Regions from separate parts of the Zea mays genome. Here regions 1 and 2 are each linked to region 3. Evidence: chromatin contacts called from public Hi-C data. All regions are on one chromosome and are shown on one strand. The core of a region is the stretch at or near the end of the contact, and the rest is flanking DNA. Distances in the headings are between cores, read along the strand shown.

Evidence for each region. A called contact is a pair of places that touch in the nucleus more often than the background predicts.
Region 1: a contact with region 3 is called in a Hi-C map of ear, with 3 times the contacts expected there. The contact joins the promoter of LOC100282195 here to the promoter of LOC100193911 in region 3. A contact is called at or near these places in 5 of 25 Hi-C or Micro-C datasets (bundle sheath, ear, leaf and 2 more).
Region 2: a Hi-C map of ear shows a contact between it and region 3, with 4 times the contacts expected there. The contact joins the promoter of LOC100282056 here to the promoter of LOC100193911 in region 3. A contact is called at or near these places in 2 of 25 Hi-C or Micro-C datasets (ear and tassel).

What each region holds. Positions count from the first base shown.
Region 1 is chr3:61,800,576-61,804,902 of Zm-B73-REFERENCE-NAM-5.0, forward strand. It overlaps LOC100282195, which reads left to right and starts at 1,903. Exons shown (of 10, transcript NM_001155107.2): 1 at 1,903-2,560; 2 at 2,676-2,783; 3 at 2,892-2,987; 4 at 3,090-3,182; 5 at 3,398-3,483; 6 at 3,597-3,878; 7 at 3,973-4,115; 8 at 4,318-4,327. The coding sequence starts at 2,227.
Region 2 is chr3:60,368,462-60,373,328 of Zm-B73-REFERENCE-NAM-5.0, forward strand. It overlaps LOC100282056, which reads left to right and starts at 2,388. Exons shown (of 7, transcript NM_001371820.1): 1 at 2,388-2,697; 2 at 3,449-3,548. The coding sequence starts at 2,447. LOC100282347 (craniofacial development protein 1) reads left to right here. Exons shown (of 6, transcript NM_001155259.1): 4 at 561-685; 5 at 800-979; 6 at 1,320-1,983. The coding sequence ends at 1,688.
Region 3 is chr3:61,250,587-61,254,959 of Zm-B73-REFERENCE-NAM-5.0, forward strand. It overlaps LOC100193911 (Golgi apparatus membrane protein-like protein ECHIDNA), which reads left to right and starts at 2,877. Exons shown (of 6, transcript NM_001138983.1): 1 at 2,877-3,054; 2 at 3,252-3,308; 3 at 3,392-3,595; 4 at 3,691-3,750. The coding sequence starts at 3,040.

The sequences.
Region 1 (4,327 bases), core at 653-3,152, 550 kb after region 3:
AGATATAGATATATAATAAATAATATATAAAGGGGTTGACATGCTTAAGAGATCATATAAGTCACCTCTCGCCTCTCTTCCTACTATTGCTGGTGCTTAAGAAGTCGGCGACGCCTCTCTTGTGGGCACTCAAGAAGCAATTGTCGCGGCTTCTCCCTAGGGTTTTGGATGCTCAAGATGTCGTCACCATTTCTCTTACTGCGAATGCGGTGCTAGCACACTGATGTCGTGGTGTTTTATCTACACACTTGTGGATACCATAGAGATACCACTACTGTTGCTAAGGTGTTAAGGAGGACGGATGAACGTGCTGCTAGTGGTGATATGCGAGGATGTCAGACTACTACTACATCGACACATTCTTGTTCAAACATGCTATACGTCTAGTGGTAACGATCTAACATGTATGCTAACTTGGTTAATAATTAGCTACAGGCATCCAAACAACCTAGCTAATACTTTAGCTATTAGCTATTTTAGTAAATTAGCTAATAGTTAGCTAGTTATTTGTTAGCTATCTAATTCTATTAGCAATTTTTAGCCAACTAAGGGCCTGTTTGGGCGGAGGGCTCCCAAACCGGCTCCAGCTCTGGCTCTTGGATGAGCCTTCCCAAACGGTCTAAAAAAAGAGCTGCCAACAAAGAGCACGGAGAAGTCGAAGCCATTTTTATAGAGAGGAGCCAAAGCCAAAAAATTGGCTCCTAGCGGCTCCTCCTCTCACTCCCCTTCTCTCACGTTTAGAGGAGTCATTTTGCCAAATGATTTATTAAAAAAACACTGGCTTCTATAGAGTTGTTCTTCAAAAGAAGTCAGAGCCAAAGTCAGTTTTAGAGGGCTGGAGGTGTACCAAATGAAGCCTAATTATTAGATTTAGTGCATTCAAACAGTGGCGGACGTAGGACCAAAATTCAGGGGGGCCAAAAAGACCACATGAGAGACATGATTTTCTAGTCCGTCGACCGCATGGGACAAGTCATATCGTTGCGACGAGCGAGATATAGCTTGTCGAGCGGATTGACGTCACGGTAAAAACAGAAAGGGACGGAGGCGGTAGGAAGGGGCGAAGTCGGGTGACGTCGCATCGGGAATGGGTCGGTGGCGGAAACGGGGCAGCGAGCAGACTGGTTTAGGTGGTGTCGGGAAGATTAGAGTTAGACTGGTAGATGCAAGGACTGGACCGAGAGGATCCGGCGAGCAGGCTCATAACATGGTTGTTTTATGCCATGTTCTAAACCTCTAGAGCTAACTGTTAACTAGTTTTAGCTAGGTTGGGGCATCTAACAACTAATACTTATTTAAGGGCTATAGCTAACAATTAGTTGATCCATTCTAAACCTTTCGACTAATTTTAGTAACTAGCTATTAGTTTTAGAGATTTAGAAAGACTTTAAACTATTTAAAACTTTGATTTTTTTCTACACTTAATACTAAATAATCATTATACATAAAAGGGTGTACAAAATTGAGAGAGGGCCATGACCCACTTTGCCCCCTATGGATCCGCCTCTGCATTCAACTCATGTTTATTAGTATTAGTCTGTATATTTTATAACATTAGCCCATGACGAGGCCCAAAGGAACACGACGTCCACGGGCCATATCGCGCCGCTGCAAATTTATTTTTGGCAGGTTCCGTTCTGGGGTGCCTGCCAAAGTCCGTCGTCGACCCGGCCACGCCTAGCCAAGAATGCCCTCAACGAAAATGAAATGAAACCAAATCTTGATCCTTGGGAGCTGCTACTGCGACCATTTCAAGGATACTTTACTGACTACGGTCACGCAGTTGCAGGCAGCCGTCAGTGGAAGATTCCCTCGGCTAGACCGCTAGAGTGCAGCGGCAGCAAATAAAAATCGTTTATGTTATCCGGCCGGCGGCTCACATGCGGCAACACCACCCAATCCCCCCAACAACCCGTGCCTGCCGTGATCCTTCCGACGCCGTTCCCCGGCCACCTCCACCGCCAATGGCAGGCGCCATCCGCTTCACATGACCTCACTGTTACACGGCTCGAGCTGCCTAGCTGTGGCTGTGAGCCCCTTCTACCTTCTTGGCTGTTTGCTAGCTAGAGGCCGAGAACGAAGCCAGCCCCGTTTTCTGATCCTTCGCACAGTGGCGCTGCACGTGCCTCTCTCGATCTGTCGCCTTCTCCTCTTCTTCGCCTTGTACCGTCTGCTGAGCAGTGAGCACGGAACAAGATCGAACCACGGCCTCACATACTCGCGCATATGGCGACAATGGCAGGGCGTCTTGTTGCCCGGACGTCGTCCTCCTCGGCCAAGCGCCAGCGGTTCAGCTCCGCTGTTCTCCTCCTCGCTCTCTTCCAGAGCTCGTGGTGCTACGACGACGCGGCGGCGACGACGACGGTGGATTACGGTTACAACAACGAGCACGAGGCCGACCGGGTGGCGTTCCTCCCCGGGCAGCCGAGGAGCCCTCCGGTGTCGCAGTTCGCCGGGTACGTCACCGTGAACGAGCGCAACGGGAGGGCGCTCTTCTACTGGTTCTTCGAGGCCCAGACGTCGCCGGCGCACAAGCCTCTCCTACTCTGGCTCAATGGAGGTTCTTGCCTTCCACTCTTAGAAAACCCTGATCAATTACATTGAATTGTCCTACGAAATGTTTTCTGCATTCTTCAGGAAAGTTAATAATACTAATATTTCTGCATAACATGCAGGACCTGGTTGCTCGTCCGTTGGGTACGGAGCTGCTTCTGAGTTGGGGCCTCTCAGAGTCAACAGACACGGGGCAGGGCTTGAGTTCAACAATTTTGCGTGGAACAAAGGTGCCTGCACCAATTTCTCCTCTCTTTTTTTGGCTGGCTAAAGAAGAGCGCAATATAACCAAGTGAAACTGACCCCTCCTTTGCTGCACCTTCCACTGCTCTTGCCAGAGGCCAACTTGCTCTTCCTAGAGTCTCCTGCTGGGGTTGGCTTCTCCTACACCAACACATCATCCGACCTCACCAAACTGGATGATGCTTTCGTAGGTAGTTTCAGTGTTCTTTAGAGAGTAATGTGTTCACTGCATCATTGTTTTAGAAATGTTTTAAGATGCGTGCGTGGTGTCATTTTTGTTTTCACTTTTGCAGCTGAAGATGCATACAGCTTCCTAGTAAATTGGCTCAAAAGGTTTCCGCAGTATAGGAGCCACGAATTTTATATCTCCGGGGAGAGCTACGCAGGTAATTCATGCCATGATGAGCTTACCAATAATTGTTTCCTGATTGCCAACAAAGAACGATGTAGTATATGATTTTTGCACATAACGAAACATAGTTTCCTGATTGTCAACACCGTTAGAGGTTGCATGGAATATTAGCAAGCCCACTGGCCATGAGCCCATGATATCCTTCTTTTTCTCAGCCCATCAGTCATAAAGAATTCTGAATGAATGCAGGTCACTATGTGCCACAACTTGCTGAACTTGTCTATGACAGGAACAAGGGCAACACCAACACACACATCAACCTTAAAGGTTTCATGGTGAGAATCTAGAGAAAGCATCCTTTGACACACCAACTGTTTGGTGAAAGTCGCTCGATCTGTGACGCTGACAAAACAGCCTATTTTTAACATCTTGGGTTGTCCCAATACAGGTCGGTAATCCACTAACTGACGACTACTACGACTCAAAGGGGCTGGCTGAATATGCTTGGAGCCACTCAGTAGTGTCAGACGAAGTTTACGAGCGCATCAAGAAGGTCTGCGACTTCAGGGTCTCAAACTGGACCGATGACTGCGATACAGCGATGAGCGCCGTGTTCAGCCAGTACCAGGAGATCGACATCTACAACATCTACGCGCCCAGATGCAACCTCCCTCCGTCGTCAGCTGCACTTGCACTTGCTGTTGACAAGGCAGTCGTAGCCAACAGACAGGTGAGCCGTGAGCGGCTGTCAGTGTCAGCTCGATGTGCACGCTCTGTTCTGGTTTCTCAACTCCTGACGTTTTTTTTTTGTTCTTACGTGGTAGGAACATTTCAGGCGAAGGATCAGGATGTTCTCCGGATATGACCCGTGCTACTCTTCGAACGCGGAAAAGTACTTCAACGATGCAGGTGTGCAGACGGCATTCCATGCGAATGCCAGTGGAGCTCGGAAATGGGAAGTTTGCAGGTGAATCAGCCTCAAACTGTTGTGAAAAATGATTTTAAATTGTACTCGTATTTGATTGAAAAGTGAACAGTGTAGTAATTGGGAAAGGGATGGCATGGTTTTACTTTATACAGTTTATTAGGAGAAATTCGGCAGAGATAGGCGACATGAATAATGTGAATCTGACTTTTTTTTTGTAATTTCATTTTCGTGTACCGTGCAGTGATTCAATT
Region 2 (4,867 bases), core at 1,138-3,637, 880 kb before region 3:
GTCGCGCCTAAACTGGCCGACAAGCCAGGTACAGGCCATCCATTGCCGCCGTCTGTGATGCACGCACATGAGAATCGAGCCGTGCATGCAAGACCGTCGAGCCGGGTACCACCTCTTCCGATGATGGCGACGGCGAGGCCTAACCTCATCAGGTTTCAGCGAGACCAGGGGAGCATCCATAGCTTTGCCTTTGCCAGACTCAGCCATGCCAGAAGGGCAAACCTGGTCCACCTTACTCTAAGTTTAGTATGTATCTTATTTTCCTAGTGATGTTTCAATTATGGTATATAGGAAAACATTTTTAGGGACATCTGGAAGGAAAATGAAATCTACATTATTTCTGCATTAACATACATGAGCTTGTACAGGATACCTGTTCGCTCAAGTTGGCATATCCACATATGTGATAAATAAATGAACTTGTGATACACATGCACCATATTTTTAGTTCTAGACATCATAGTGTTACATGTCATGCGTGTTTTTGATCCTTATTATGCAGTTATGCATGATGCACATCCTTTAATTAGTATATTAACAAATACTTCTTTTCCTTGTAGATGCAAAATCACGTGTGGAGGACATTTGGAAGAAAATGAACAGTGGTTTTCCTAATAAGATGCCCAAACCTGCAATGACAAAGCTCAGTACAACAGAAAAACAAAAGAAAAATAAACCAACAAATGTGAGTAATAGTTGTTTATGAACTTAGCAGCATTTAGGTCGCCTTGTGAAATATCTGCTGATTGGATTTTTTACAGTTCTCTTTACCTTTTGGGATATATATTCTTTTCTGTAGAATTGGATGACTGTTCTAGGCCTTTCACCAAGCAAGGCACATAGTGTCGATCAAGGATCCAAAAATGGGCTACAACAGACACAACATGAAATGAGCGAGGATGCTAAAAAACTTGCAGCCAAGGCCCTTGCAGCTGCCAAAAATGCTGCTGCTGTGGCATCTGGACGAGGGAAAGTGGAGGTAATCCAAACTGTCAGCATCACGAAGCCTTTATTTTTGTTATTATTACATAATGTAAAATAAAACTTGCTAAAAAATTGTAACAGAAAATGGTTTATATGTAGCTGGACTCTTTTTGCATGTCTAGTGCATTTTCATGTTCATTTTATTTAAATAATTTTTACTGCGACTGGTTTCATAAAATTTTTAAACATAAAAAAAATAGTAGCACAAAAACGTGGTCACTCCCTGGAATTATAGTTCTGGATATAGATGGCAAAGCTCGACTGCTTTTGCAATATGTTTGTAAGCTTTAATATCAGAATGCTGAACAACTGGTACTCTTCACACGATCCAACAGATCACTGAGGTAAGGGACTTTGCTGGGAAGGACATCGAAATCAAGAAACTGGTTGATGCTAATTCAAAGGAGGCAATCGAGAAGGCCAGGGCAGGTGGTGCCGCCCCATCAGCTGTCGATAACATCCTAGAGCAAATACGGAAGAAGCAGAAGCTGAGCGTCCTGGACAAGACGAAGAAAGACTGGGGAGAGTACAAGGAAGAGAACCGGGGCTTGGGGGAAGAGCTGGACGCCTACAAGAAGAGCTCGAACCAGTACCTTGACAAGCAATCATTTCTGCAGCGAACCGATTACCGCGAGTTTGAGCGCGAGCGGGATGCCCGGCTGTCAATGATGGCCAAGCGGAGGACAGATACGCGGGAGGACTGAAATGTTTCCCTGTAACTCCGTTGTAGACATTCTTTCGAGATAATGGTAGACACTAAATTGTCAATGCCTTCCAGCCCCGTTAAATCTTCTTTTTTAGAATTATAATGTGCTGATTATAATTTACAAAGATGCACCGTGCATGTGCGTAAATTGCATCTGGTGGTTTTGGCAAACATTTCTGAGCTGCATAAAATGCAGTCATGATTGGATATTTCTGAAACCGGGAAACTTTGACGAACCAGCAGCACTAAGCTCTGAAAGCTCGAAAAACTAATGATGTTGGTTAGAATACCATAGATGATTTGGTCAAACAGTAAGATTTCCTTTCTATATATTTTGGCATAAGAAAAATGAACGACCGTGCTTTCGATGTGTTGAATAATTTTATCTGTTGATCATCCGTCATGTGAATCAGTGAGTGGATGACAAGATGCGGCAGACGTCGATAGTGTCCATGAGCCGGCCTGACGATAAGAACGAGTGTCCGTGCTTTCGCTAGTACGCCAAAGCTGCTCGCATCAGTGATCAGATCACTGATCAGTCAGTTTAGTGGAACCTGAAAACTCGGGCCGAGGCGCCAGCCAAGTGCTCTATGCAGCTAATGAATAGCCAATAGGCCCATTGAATATTATTCTTGTGGTCGCCGGGAGACAGCGGCTGCCCAACCATATAACTGTAGGGGAGACTAGGAGAGCAGGAGTACATTACAACCGCGCGCGGAGCACGCGGTCACAGAAGAGAGACGACGGAGAGCAGCCATGGCCGCAGGAGCCGCGTTGTACTACCACCCAGGCGCCGGGAAGGTGAGCCTCGAGGCGGTCGTCCCGTCCTCTCCGTCGCTGGCCCTGAGGCTATCGCAGAGCAAGGTGCTGTGCGTCAGCAGCAGCCGGTGGTGGATGAGGCGAAGATGGGAGGGGAAGGCGAGCAGCGTCAGCAGCAGGGCAAGGGCAAGAGCAAGCGCAAGGCCTGCCTTGTTCTCCCCTGTGGCCATGGACTGGCAGGAGTGCACGTACGTTTCCTCTTCTTCTTCTTCTTCCTAGGTGCTCGAGTTTCTCGGTTGATTTGGTATAGCCTAGTTTTGACCTGTGCCACCCATTGTTACCGCGTACTGATTCGCTTGGAGAAATTTCCCCTTTTCCCTAGATGATTGAACTACTTTGCTTGTTGATCAGAAGCCAATGTTTGCTTGAAGGGGAGTCGAGTTATTTGCCCAATGAATTTTATAATGGGCACAAACTGGGAATTCGGGTGAAATGTAGTATTGACGTCTCCGAACGGTGGTCCATTGAGTGATGAAGAGCTTGTGTAATATCCCGATGAGTATTTCTCATGGCGGACACAAGAAATGCTGGTTTGCATTGGATAAGACTGGATTTTGTAGGGCCCAGGTTGTGGATGATTCTTATACCAGATTCCATATATGTGACACCCAGAAAACCCTCCAAGTATGCTAATTAGTGCTATAAATGTTGATCTGTATGTACTTGCAATGGCCAAGGCTTATAAATCCGACCATATTGTACCTTGCTTTTATAGTTATAGGTGACTGCTGAGTACTGGATTGTGCATGAGTCTTGATAAAAATCCTCCAAAAACAGTAAACTCGTACCAGAGTCTCCTTGTATTTGAAAACATCAGCAAACGGCATCACCAGTGAATGGCTTGCTGAACTTACCTGCTTAACGTTTCATATATTCTGTTCATTCATCAATTTTTCCCTAATTATGATTATGTGACTGATTGTTGCCTTCAAGGAACAGTACCGAGCTTGAAGTTGATGTTCCATGCTCGGTGGCCTATCAGTGTTACTCAGAACGGGAGAGTATTCCTCAGTGGATGCCATTCATCTCGTCTGTCAAGGTAATTGTCAAGATGTAGTAAATACTACCCTTATTTCTCAGTGGTGAAGCTAGAGCAAACTAGAGGGGTATAGGGTACTCTTGCCTCTTGGGTGCATTTGCGGTGAAAGTTTAGACAAAATCACTGTTTTGACATTTTTAGGGAGATGCATTTGTGCCCCTACTCATCAAAGCAGCTATAGGGATTTTTCCTTCTCGTACTACATGCAATATTGTCTGATCAGATATGATCATAAATGCAAGGGTATGCTTGCGCAGAGGCATTGGGTATCATGGAATAAGTCTTGAGCATCTAGAGGACAGCAGTCGCTTTTGACTGTCCTCTGTAATCCTTTAGCATCTAGAGGACAGCTTAACTGTCCTCTGTAGTCTCTTTAGCATCTAGAGGACATCAGTCGCTTTTTGACTGTCCTCTGTAGTCTCTTTAGCATCTAGAGGACAACAGTCGCTTTTGACTGTCCTTTGTAGTCTCTTTAGCATCTAGAGGACAATCCTGTTGTGTAGTGTGTGTGAGAAGGTGTGGTAGTGCAGCCTCTAGGGCTATAAATATGGGTCTCCAACCCTTACATGGGTATGACATTCTGTAGTGTTTGAGGAAATAAACAGAAAAATTGCCCAACTCATAGTGTCATCCTCTTGATGAGAGTTAAAGTCCCTCTACTTGCAATTGGTATCAGAGCCAAACTATCCTGCAGCCTAAACATCTCTTGCTCATCTCCTTCCCGCGCCTCTCCCCACACTCAGTCGGCAGCAAGAGCTTCAACTGTTCCTTCCTCTCCTGATCAGACGAGCAACCTTTCGTCTGAGATAGCCTCTTCCACACGCAGCGACCCCTCACTAGCCCACCATGTCCCTACGCTCGGTCACTTCGAGTGCCCGGCGCCAGCAGGAAGCCGAGGTCGCCGCGACACAAGAACGAGAGCGAGCAGCAGCGGCGAGGGCAGCACGGCTGGCGGCAGCGGAACTGGCAGCAGCGAGAGCGGAAGTAGAAGCAGCGGAGGCGGCGGATGATGCACGTGCGGCGGCAGCAGAGCTTGAGGTTCTGCGCGGCAGTAGAGCTGGCAGCTCTGCTTCTGTCGACGACAACACCGATGAAGAGCTTAGGCTGGCGAGGGAAGCAGCGCGAGAGCAGGCGGCACAGTGGGCAGCCGCGCATCCCCATGGGGGCACGCGTGGCGGCAGCCCAGATAGGCGCCGACGCGCTGACGGGGCTCCGGGCGAGGGCGCACGCGGCGGCAGCCCAGCCGGGCGTAGATGCGCCGGCGGTGCTCCCGGCGGCGACGACCGAGTCGACGGAGATCGCGGCCTCTACAGGCGGCG
Region 3 (4,373 bases), core at 1,627-4,126:
CTCCATCAAAGTGTGGAGGTTTACCAAGAGGAATGGAAAGCAAATGAGCATTTGAATTTTGCGGAATACGAGAATAATCGAAAGAAAAGTTCGAGTTAACCGTTTTCTTTTTCTCCTCGTATTCATCGTCTTTTTGAGAAGAGGAAGATTCGTCGCTGTCGTAGTAGACAATCTTCTTAATGCGCCTCTTCTTCTTTCCATCCTTCTTATTTTGACTCGAGTCGGAGTCGTTGGCTTTGTCGTCCCTTGGCTCGTTGAAGATGGACTCTTTCTCATTGTCGTTGACCACCATCCCCTTTCCCTTAGGATCCATCTCTTCGGGCGATTAGTCCCTTTCTTGAAGAGAACGACTCCGATACCAATTGAGAACACCTAGAGGGGGGTGAATAGGTGATCCTGTGAAAACTTAAAACTTAAAGACACAAAACTTGATTAAGAGTTAGCACAATGAAATGAAGTGGCTAAGGAGAGCTCTTGTGAAACACAATAGACACAGTGAGAACAAACACAAGAGACACGAGGATTTATCCCGTGGTTCGGCCAAGTATAACACTTGCCTATTCCACGTTGTGGCGTCCCAATGGACGAGAGTTGCACTCAACTCCTCTCAAGTGATCCAATGATCAACTTGAATACCATGATGTTCTTCTTTCTTTACTCTTTTCCCATTTGTGAGGAATCTCCACAACTTAGAGTCTCTCGCCCTTACAATAAGGATCAAAGTGAAAGCACTAGAGTAAGGGAAGGAAGCAACACACACAAATCCACAGCAAAACGCACACACACAACCAAGACTTGAGCTCAAATGAATAGCACAAAGTTCACCACTAGAACGGAGCTCAAATCACTAAGAATGTCAATCGAGTGCGCAAAGACGGAGTGTGAATGATCAAGAATGCTCAAAGTATGCTTGGTGTACTCCTCCATGTGCCTAGGGGTCCCTTTTATAGCCCCAAGGCAGCTAGGAGCCGTTGAGAGCAATTCAGGAAGACTATCCTTGCCTTGTGTCGGGTGGTGCACCGGACAGTCCGGTGCACCACCGGACACTGTCCGGTGCTGATTTCTTTCCTATTCTGGCGCAGCCGACCATTGAAGATTTGGAGCCGTTGGCGCACCGGACAGTCCGGTGCCCCCATCAGACAGTGGGCTCGGCTACGCTCACGCGCGGATTGCGCGGCCGACCGTTGGCGCAGTCGACCGTTGGCTCACCGGACAGTTCGGTGATTTTTAGCCGTACGCCGCCGATGAAATCCCGAGAGCGGCCTTTTCACCAGAGCCAGCCTGGCGCACCGGACAGTCCGGTGCACCCAGACTGAATAGTAGTTGGCTGTACACAGCCAACTCTTTTTTCCTTTTGTCTTTTCTCTGATTCTAGCACTTAGACACATATGTTAGTACACAAAAACCAATGTACTAAGTCTAGAATCATACCTTTGTGTTGATTTGCACTTCTTCCACCATTTGGCATAGTTTCATACTTAAACCATTTGTGTTGGCACTTGATCACCAAAATACTTAGAAATAGCCCAAGGGCACATTTCCCTTTCACTAACGTGTCCGACAGAGAGGTGCCTGAGCCCTGTGTACATGCCAACGTGGCTGTCGGAGAGGTGCTAGAGCCCTGTGTACGCGGTAACGTGGCCGTCGGAGGAGCGCTTGAGCCCTATAGAAGCACAGCTGTCAGGGCTGCTGGGATCTTGCTGACGTCTCCTTGCTTCCGTAGAGGGCTGAGAACCACCGTCGTCATGGACGCACGCGGGGAGCCATCATTACTTGTTACCGGGGCGAGCCTGGATGGGACGCCGGTCTTGTTCCCCCGTAGCCTGAGCTAGCTAGGGGTAGGGTAATGATGTATCCCCCGTAGCGTGGTCGGTCCGAGCTCAAGGTCGGGCGAGGCGGAGACTCCTCCTGAGGCCGAGGCCGGGGTCGGGCGAGGACGCGATTCCTCCGAGGTCGAGGTTGAGGCCGAGCCCTAGGGTCAGGCGAGGCGGAGACCACCGTCCGAGGCCGAGGCCCAAGGTCGGGCGAGACGGAGCTTCCTGTTGCGCCTTGGCTGTTGTCAGCCTCACCCTGGCGGGTGGCACAACAGTCGGAGCGGGGCAGGCGACGCTGTTTTCCTGTCAGGTCGGTCAGTGGAAGGGCGAAGTGACTGCGGTCACTTCGACCCTGCCGACTGAGGCACGTGTGTCAGGATAAGGTGTCAGGCGATCTTCGCATTGAATGCGCCTGCGATACGGTCGGTTGGAGGGGCGATTTGGCCAAAGTTGCTTCTCGACGAAGCCTGCTCGAGCTGGGGTTTGGGCGAGTCGAGGGTGCGCCCGTTGCTTGAGGAGGCCCTCGGGCGAGGCGAGAATTCGTCTGGGACTACAGTTCCCGCCCGAGGCTGGGCTCGGGCGAGGCGAAATCACGTCCCTTGAGTAGACGAAGCCTTAATCTGAACCGTGCCCATCAGCCTTTACGGTTTGTGCCGATGGTGGTTACCAACCGTGTTTAGGAGTGTTGGGGGTACCCTTAATTACGGTACCCGATACCGTGCGTTCATAAAAATTATTATGCGAAGAGCAGAGTCAATCAATAAAAAACCTTGAAATCTTTTTAGTGGATATGTTATATAAATGTTATTATGAGCCGTCGCAATGCACGGTCAACTGAATAGTTTGTTTTGAAACTTGAGAAACAACTAACTCAACACTTCGGATGGATGGGTAAAGGGCTAAAGGCAGCCCAAAATACTTGCACTTGCTGATGCCACGCTACAGTCGAGTTCGGGCCGGCCAAAAAGTGTCGAAGTGTTTCTTGGCCCGACCCGATACTTCCTGTCAAAACGGCAGGGCCGGACTGGACTCCCTGCAGGCCTTGCATTTTTTGCTCCGCTTTGCCTTCCCCGATTACGCTCCCTCGCTACTCGCTAGTCGCCACGCTCGCCAGGTTCTCGCGTTGCCCCCGCGTCTCTCTTCTCGTTGCGACGACTGGGCGATCGCTGCCGCCCCGGCGCCCCCGCCGCCAGGTGCCAGGTTGTCGCCGGGCCCTTCGCCGGCGATGAGCACCCAACAGGTACCCCATACCTCTTCTCTTGTCTTCCATTCCTTCTGTGCGAAACTGAGCGCCCAAACCCTAACTGAAGCTATTTACATTCGGATCTGTTATATCATGTAGTATCATGCATAACATTTCTTTTGTTTTGTTGCAAAAATTATCGTGTGTGAATGTGTACACCCATGTTGTTCTTCACTGGATCCGCCCTGTTGCAGGAGGTTACCGAGAACTACGCAAATCCTAAGACATGCTTCTTCCATGTTCTCTTCAAGGTACACATGGCTACAGTTTCTGATCTTATATGCACCAGAACTGTGGTTAGGTTTTAGCTGATTCTGATTGTTTCTCCCTGAAGGCATCGGCATTGGCGTTCTACATACTGTCCACACTGTTCGTGAACAACTTCGTCATCATCTTTGTCATCACTGTGCTCCTCGCAGCACTTGACTTCTGGGTCGTGAAGAATGTCAGCGGAAGGATACTGGTTGGGCTGCGGTGGTGGAATGAGATTAACGATGAGGGAGAGAGTGTCTGGAAGTTTGAGTGCCTTGATGGAGAGGTTTGAATTTGGCAATTTACATTCTTGTTTTTCCTTTTTTGCCTGTTTTGGTCCAGCTGTGCACACAAAATATTCAATTAGCCCTTTTGTTGCAGTCCCTGGCTAGGATGAATAAGAAGGACTCATGGCTGTTCTGGTGGACTCTATATCTGGCTGTAAGTGCTGTAGAGGCCACTATTTATTATTATATATTCTGGTAGGAATAATAAGTAGTACTATTAGAAGTTTCATGTTGCTTGAAGTATTGCTGAATGTACATCTATACTAGTATACTCAGACGACATGCAGTTAGTTTCTTAGGGAAGTAACAATGAGATGAGGAGCCTATGTAAAATAACACCCACCTACAAGGAATTCTATGAACTCAGTAGAAGCATGCAAGATTCCTCCACATAGAGTTAGTGAGAGTATTGACAATTACTCATGTATATAAACTATAAGGCACTACATGCATTTCTTACTTGCTGCTGTTATTAAAATGGATATGAATGCATAGGCTCATAGGAATTCTGGGAGACGTTGGTTGTAATTTTGTAAGTGTGTGGTTATTGTAAACTTTATTTCCTTTGAGTGTTGATACCGCGAAAGGGTCTCTAGCTGAGTTGGTTAGGTGGTCTGAGTAGCACTCCTTAGGTCCTGACTTTGACTCCCCATGGGAGCGAATTTCAGGCTGTGGTTAAAAAAATCCTCTCGTCTGTTCCACGCCAAAGCACAAGTCTAAGGCCCGGTCCCGGTCTTGGTCGTTTTTCACATGGGCTACGGTGCCGCTGTGTATGAG